2 separate regions of the Mus musculus genome follow, and region 1 is linked to region 2. A link is a contact called in public promoter capture Hi-C data. All regions are on one chromosome and are shown on one strand. The core of a region is the stretch at or near the end of the contact, and the rest is flanking DNA. Distances in the headings are between cores, read along the strand shown. Region 1 holds the start of Uvrag (UV radiation resistance associated gene). Region 2 has its middle 17 kb from the start of Gm23040.

Region 1 (3,262 bases), core at 153-2,652, 620 kb after region 2:
CTCCAAACTCCCTCTCCAATGGCACTACAAAACCTGGGCACATGCCTTCTGATTTGCTAAATTCTCTCCTACTACAGAGCCTTGCTTCTGCAGTTAACGTTGCTTCCCTACTCATCCGGCACCTCATCCGGCACCGGGTTGGGGGGGTGGGGTGCAACATTGCTCTTTCCTTTACATTCCGATGCACTCTATGCCTGGCCCTCTCTCCCATAGCCTCTGCGCTCCTAAGTGGCTCCTTCCTGTCTCTTGCAAGGATGGAAAGTTACAGAAAGGGTCTGAGGGAGCTCGTCCTGTGGACCGTGGTGGAGCAGCTGCTCTCAAGTCTAAAGCAAACTATTGCTGCTGAGCACAAGCTGGAGTCAGACTCTGTATTTGGAAATCCATCCCCACCAGAAACACTAACAGAGAGGCAGTGAGCAAGCTTGTTCCTAGAACTGAGAAACCGGGACAATAAAACCAGCTATCTCATGGAGTTGTGACGATTCAATGCTCACTTTGCACAGACCCAGCTCGGTAACCTCTCCATGACTGACAGTTTCTCCAGGTCCTCTTCAATGCTAAGGTTCCTGCAGAGTCTCCCCGAGGGACTGAGGGAGGCCAGTGGAAGATGTACTGATAGGCGGGTGTTGCCAAGAATTTTGTCAGATTCCCAAAGTCAGTGTTCTCTTGTCCTTATTACACACACACACACACACACACACACACACACACACACACACACACACGTGAGATACAAGCTATGAATATTTACTTCAAATCCTCCTTCCAGACACTCACCCGAGGGAGTGGAGTGTGCCATGAGGATCTGAGATTGGAAAGGAAACCCCAACGTCCCAAATACCTTCCTCAGGAGGAGCGGAAGGAAGCACCCGAAACGCTAAGAATAAGTGCAGAAAACCGACTCCTCGATCGGGGAGCGAAAGGGAAAGCGCGGCGGCGGCCAGCGGGGCAGGGCTCCCCGGCGCCTTCTTGGAGGGATGCGGGGGTCTGAGCGCGGGAACGGCCGGGGAGGGGGCTCCTCCTCCTGTCAGCCCTCCTCAGCCCTGCGAGCCCCGCCAACCTTCTCCGCCCCCCGGCTCGCGGCCGGCTCACCTGCTGAGACGGCAGCTCCACATGCAGGGCCCGCGCGGGGGCACCGGACGTCAGCGCGGCGGACGGGCCCGGGGGTGGCAGGGGCACCGGGCCCCCGAGCGAGGCGCAGGAGCTCATCTGGACCCCTGAGCCGCCGAGCGGCCAGGTGGGCAGTCCTCCCGCATCGGCCGCTGCCTCCCGAGCTGTGATTCGCAGAGCCCCTACAGCCTAGAAACCGGGCACCGAGAGCCCCAGCAGCTCTGCGCCCGCGCTGGCCACCGCCGCTGGCTAAGGAAGAGCCATATTACCGCAGTGCAACCCCTCCACCCGGCCCAGAGCTGGCGTGCTCATTGGTTCCGTTTCTGAGAGGGCGGGACCCGGTGGCGGCCAAGGGACGTGCTATTGGCCAGTGGGCCCGTCCGTCGTCGGCCGCAATGGCTAGGGGCGGAGGGACTCTAGGATGGCCTCAATTGCGTCTGTCAAACCCGGGCTAAACCTGGGGCGTAACTTCTCTTTGCCTCAGCCTAATTGGCCCTTTCCCTATTGAGGGGTGTGGTCTCCTAGGGAAGCCTCGTGGGCTATTGCTCTAGAGCGCTGTCAGTTGTCAGTGAAACAGGGACGGCTTCTTGATTAGGTAGAGCGCGCGCCTGGTATGTCGTGTCACGTGCAGAAGTCTGGAGAGTCACCTGATTAGTGAGAGTCAGTCCTCTAAGCCACTTCCGCCCTAACCTAGTTGCTATGGTAACAGAGCCTCCAGTGGAGGGCGGGGACCCGCTTGGCACCAGCTGAGTCGGGATGGATGGATGGTCTGACTTCCCGAAGTGTTCTCATCCACGTACAAAAAAAAAAAAAAAAAGCCACGCTTTATGACTGAGAGGGGGAGCCGCCACCGAGCCGCGATCACTGAGACCAAAGATCCATCGGGCAGTCCACCAGCTCTTCAGTGATCCACTCAGACCTGCAAGTCCACGCCCCTTCTAGCTTCTATAACTAGTAAGCTTAGCCACAAAGTGTGCCAGCCAGCCAAGAGACTGTCTCACCTCTGCTGGTGGGATGCTTATGCTCTGCCTAGAAAGCCTTTACTGCTTGTGACTAACGCTTGCTTAGCCATCGTATTTCAGCTGGGGCAGGAGTCCTTCCAAAAGACTTCTCTGAAACTCCGAATTAGGAAACTTGCCTTTACCACAGACCTGCTTATTCTATTGTGTTGTCTTTGTTTGTTTACTTGCTTTGCGCGGGGGCGGGGCGGGGGGAGGGGCGAGATTTGGCTGACCTGCCACTCACCATGTAGCTCAATCTACCTCAGCTCCCCAGGTGCTGGGACTACAGGAGTGTGCCACCACAGCAGCCTCCACTTTGTCTTTTAATAGTCATTTAACACACACAGCCTCCCCGAATTCAAACACTCATATGTGAATTCCTCAACCAAAAGACCTTGTCTGATTCGTCCCTGGATCCGCATTGCTTGCAGATAATAGAGAAATGAATATGAAGGTACAGCTCAAATGCCCTCCCTTCCCTGAAGACTTCTTTGACCATAATAGCAGCTACAGCCATTGCTTCTATAAGTAGCACTGAGTCATTTTGCAGAATATTGATTCCCCCGTCCCCATAGAGTGTGAATTTCTCCACCACCTGGACTGTTATAGCTGAAAGAACACAGTGTTCAGAGAGGCAGACACAACAGGAAGCAGGCAGTTTGGGATTCTGACTGCCACCTTCTAGCTTTGTCACTGAGCAGGTCAGCTCCCCACTGTCTGTCCATGCGCTGAATAGTACTGGTGTCACTGAGGGGGGTGGTAGGTGGGCCAGTATCTGTGCCCATGAAGACTCCAACATATAATAGATGGATTTAAAATCTTTTACTGAGTGGGAAGATGTATATATAGCTCAATGGTTGAGTAGATGCCGAATATTCACAAGGCCTTGGGTTCAATCCCTAGCACTATTTAAGAATTATGTGTATCTGGGCATGATGGCACATGCCTTTAATCCCAGCACTTGGAGGCAGAGGCAGGTAGATCTCTGTGTTCAACGCCAGACTGGTCTGCAGAGTGAATTCCAGGACAGCCAGGATTACAAAGAGAAACCCTGTCTCAACAAACAAACAAACAAAGTATGTGCACATGTTTGTGTGTGTGGACACATTTGTGTACACAGGTATGCATGCAGGTATGTGTGTGTGTGCAGA
Region 2 (3,055 bases), core at 514-3,013:
GGACGTGCAAGCAGGCACTGCCAAGTGGCAGCTGTGCCCCCCCCCAACGCCAGCACCCCAGTTTAGGACTGGACCCATCTCAACCCTGGGGGCCTAGGACAAGAGACAGGACTGGAACCCTAGGGCTACATTCTAGTCCTGTATGACCTTGAGCAGGTCACCAACGCTCTTGGGACACATCTCTTCCATTGCCAAGTAGATTCAAAGCCTGTCTGCTCCTTCCACAGCTTTCCAGGGCTTAATGTATTCAGCAGAAGGGAAGCCCAGTGGTAACACAGCACTTCACAGTTAGCAGAGCTCTATTTCACTTCGCCCAGCCCTCCAGGAATGAAGCCAAGCGGCACTGAAAGGTGGGGCCCCTAACCCCATCTGCCAGAGAACACAGAAGCTCAGAGCCAGAGTTCAAACCCACATCCCCAGCTGTGGATCTAGTCCAAAGTCAGCTCTGAGGCAGCTTTAGTGATGGGTGTGCACCCTCAGGCTGGAGCAGAGCCAGCCCTAGGGGACAGACTGGCTGAGCCCGGAGGAATCACTCTCGGGCTTTAGGTGCAGCTTGAAGCCCTTTGGATTTCTGTGTCTTCTCAGGTCAGTCCCTGCCACCTACCCTTTGGGTGGCCCTAGTTCCTCACACTCCTTCCCTCAGTGCCCTGGTGGCCTGGTGCCTGCCCTATCTAGTTTGGTCAGTGCTGAGACTGAGGGGCCCATAAGCACACTGTCACCACCTCGGAGAACCCCAATTCTGTTTGGCCGTACTCCCCACTCCCAGCGTTCACTCTAGATCCCAACTGCTCCAAGCCAGTCAGTATAGGGCATTCCCAGAGATGCTGTAATGAGATGGAAACCGAACCCAATTTGTCCCATTCAGAGTAAAGAAAAGGAATTCCAACCCCAGCCAGGAGAACCATCTCCACTGCCTCTCTTTAGCCAGATAGCTACAGGCAAGCATGGGGCCTCCACTGCCAGTGGCAGCCATCTTGCATTAAGGCCAAGGGAGCAACAACCATCCTGGAAACTAGCTAAGGCCAGGAGAGACAGAGCAGCCTGCTGACTGCAGCTGTGCATTTTGGGGTGGGGTGGGAGGATGCAGCCTTAGACTGCAGCCAGGTGACACGTGACATCTATTTAGCTCCGGAGGGCAGGGGGGGGGAGTGGGGGGCAAGGTTTGCTTTCAAATGTTGTCAGCTCCCCAGGGCTCTTCATCACCTTGCTGGTGTGATGCAGGAGGGGAAATGGGCCTGCCTCCCCGAATCTGGCTCACTAAAGACTGATGGCACCCAGCCAGAGCCCACAACTCGTTCACAGCATTTTGGAAGCTCTCCATACTTCCTCTCTGATCTACCGGCTGAAACAGTTCCTCTCTTCTGCATCTGGTCTCTGGCCTCAGCCGGGCCACCCTGCTGTGATTAACAAGATGGATGAGGTGGAGAGACCGAGCTGGAACCCTGACCCATCCTGCTCCCTGCTCCCTGCTCCCTGCTCCCTGCTCCCTGCTCCCTGCTCCCTGCTCCCTGCTCCCTGCTCCCTGCTCCCTGCTCCCTGCTCCCTGCTCCCTGCTCCCTGCTCCCTGCTCCCTGCTCCCTGCTCCCTGTTTCCTGAGCGTTTCTTTGCTCAGAATCAGGCTCCGCTTTTCTCTTCCCTGCAGGAACCCTGGCTGCCTGGCTGCCTGCGGAGCACAGAATTTCAAAGGCATAAAGGTCTTCAGAGATGAGCCGGTGCGACCTTCTAGAGGTAGAATAGTGGGAACAGAGGCCTGGATGTAAGCCAGAGATCTGTTCCAGGTCATACTTAGGCAATACTGGAATCCAGATGCCCTGGTTCTGTTGTCTGTAAACTGTTGTCCCTAACAGTCATTGTAACTTTTTCCATCTTGTGTCCCCAGTGTCGCTCATCTCCTTGATCAGGTTCTTTTGCCACAGTGTTGACACCGTCTTCAAGCTGGGTGGTGTCTCCCTACATTCACTCAGTTTCCACTCTCTATCTTGCCCCCCATCCCCAACAGCCTAAAGATTATTCTCAGTTTAGACATTACTGCCAATTTCTGCCTGTGGGATAAGATTCAGTGTCTCTGGACTTGGTTTGGAGAGGCCCGCTGCCCCACCTCATCTGTCAAGGAAGGTGTTTCTATTGCTACATGCTCTTTCTGGTAGTCTCCCAAGTCCCAGCATCTTTGACTTGTGCAATCCTTCCCAGAATGGGAGGACCTGACCCCAGCATTTGCTCCTCTGCCCTGTGAGTGCTTACAAACACAGATCTGCTCAGCATCCATACTGCCCCTCGCCTCTCTCAGCTTTCCCCATGCCTGTGTGTGGCTTCCTTCTGTTGGCTCCAGGTCATCTGTTTATAGCCCTGGAAAGGCAGAGAATCTGAATAGAGGCTAGAAGAGGCCCATTTCTTGTCCCAGGTGGGCCACAGCCCATCCATCTTCTTAGCAGCCTTAGGTGTGAGTGTGTCTGGACTAGAGATCTCAGGCTCCGAGAAGCAGGCCAAGGCAGGGACTCTACAGAGTCACGGGGCAAAGCTTAACAGACTCACCCCTCTGAGTGTGGCCAAGAAAAACCATGAACTCAGATCACAGTGCTGGGATTCCAGGAATCAGCTCTAAGGGGTGAAAGTCCAGAATGGGAACAAAGATCAAGAATATTTTCATAACGGCAAAAATCTGGAAATGATCTGGAATTCTGGCAGTAACAGAAAAGAAATACATGAATGTATATTGGAAGAGAGAAGCAACATATGACCTTTCAAATGACATTTGCAGAATTGTGAATGGGGTCCGTGGTTTGGATGTTGAATGTCCCTCCCAGTGATTCATGTTTTGGAAGCTTGGTCTTTAGGTGGTGACATGAGAGCTGATGGAATGTTTAAGAGGTGGAAGTTAGTATCTTAGGTTGTTGGGACTCTGTCCTCAAAAGGAATTCATGTAGCACTTTTGAGAGGTTATGATGTAGTCTTTCTGGGAGATTATGATGTAGCCCTTCTGAGCCTGGCATAGCCCTCTGTGCTAGTTAGGTTTCTATTGCTATGATAAAGACCACAACCTAAGCAACTTAGGGAG

What was found. Promoter capture Hi-C pulls out the DNA fragments that hold promoters and counts their contacts.
Region 1: a promoter capture Hi-C map of the 3T3-L1 cell line shows a contact between it and region 2, with 3 times the contacts expected there. The contact joins the promoter of Uvrag here to the enhancer-like site in region 2. A contact is called at or near these places in 4 of 39 promoter capture datasets (the 3T3-L1 cell line, 3T3-L1-derived adipocytes, pre-B cells and 1 more), 2 of 115 datasets of contacts at active chromatin or transcription factors (forebrain and memory CD8 T cells) and 1 of 9 other capture datasets (embryonic stem cells).

The regions. Positions count from the first base shown.
Region 1 is chr7:99,139,742-99,143,003 of GRCm38.p6, forward strand. Uvrag (UV radiation resistance associated gene) reads right to left here and starts at 1,403. Exons shown (of 15, transcript NM_178635.3): 1 at 1,093-1,403. The coding sequence starts at 1,209.
Region 2 is chr7:98,522,903-98,525,957 of GRCm38.p6, forward strand. No RefSeq gene overlaps it. Among named protein-coding and RNA genes, the nearest start is that of Gm23040, 17 kb to the left of the region's middle. Within about 2 kb of position 1,764, at least 115 of the 459 cell types and tissues checked have an H3K27ac peak or open chromatin away from gene starts, as enhancers often do. A contact at or near this core is called in forebrain, where this site is marked.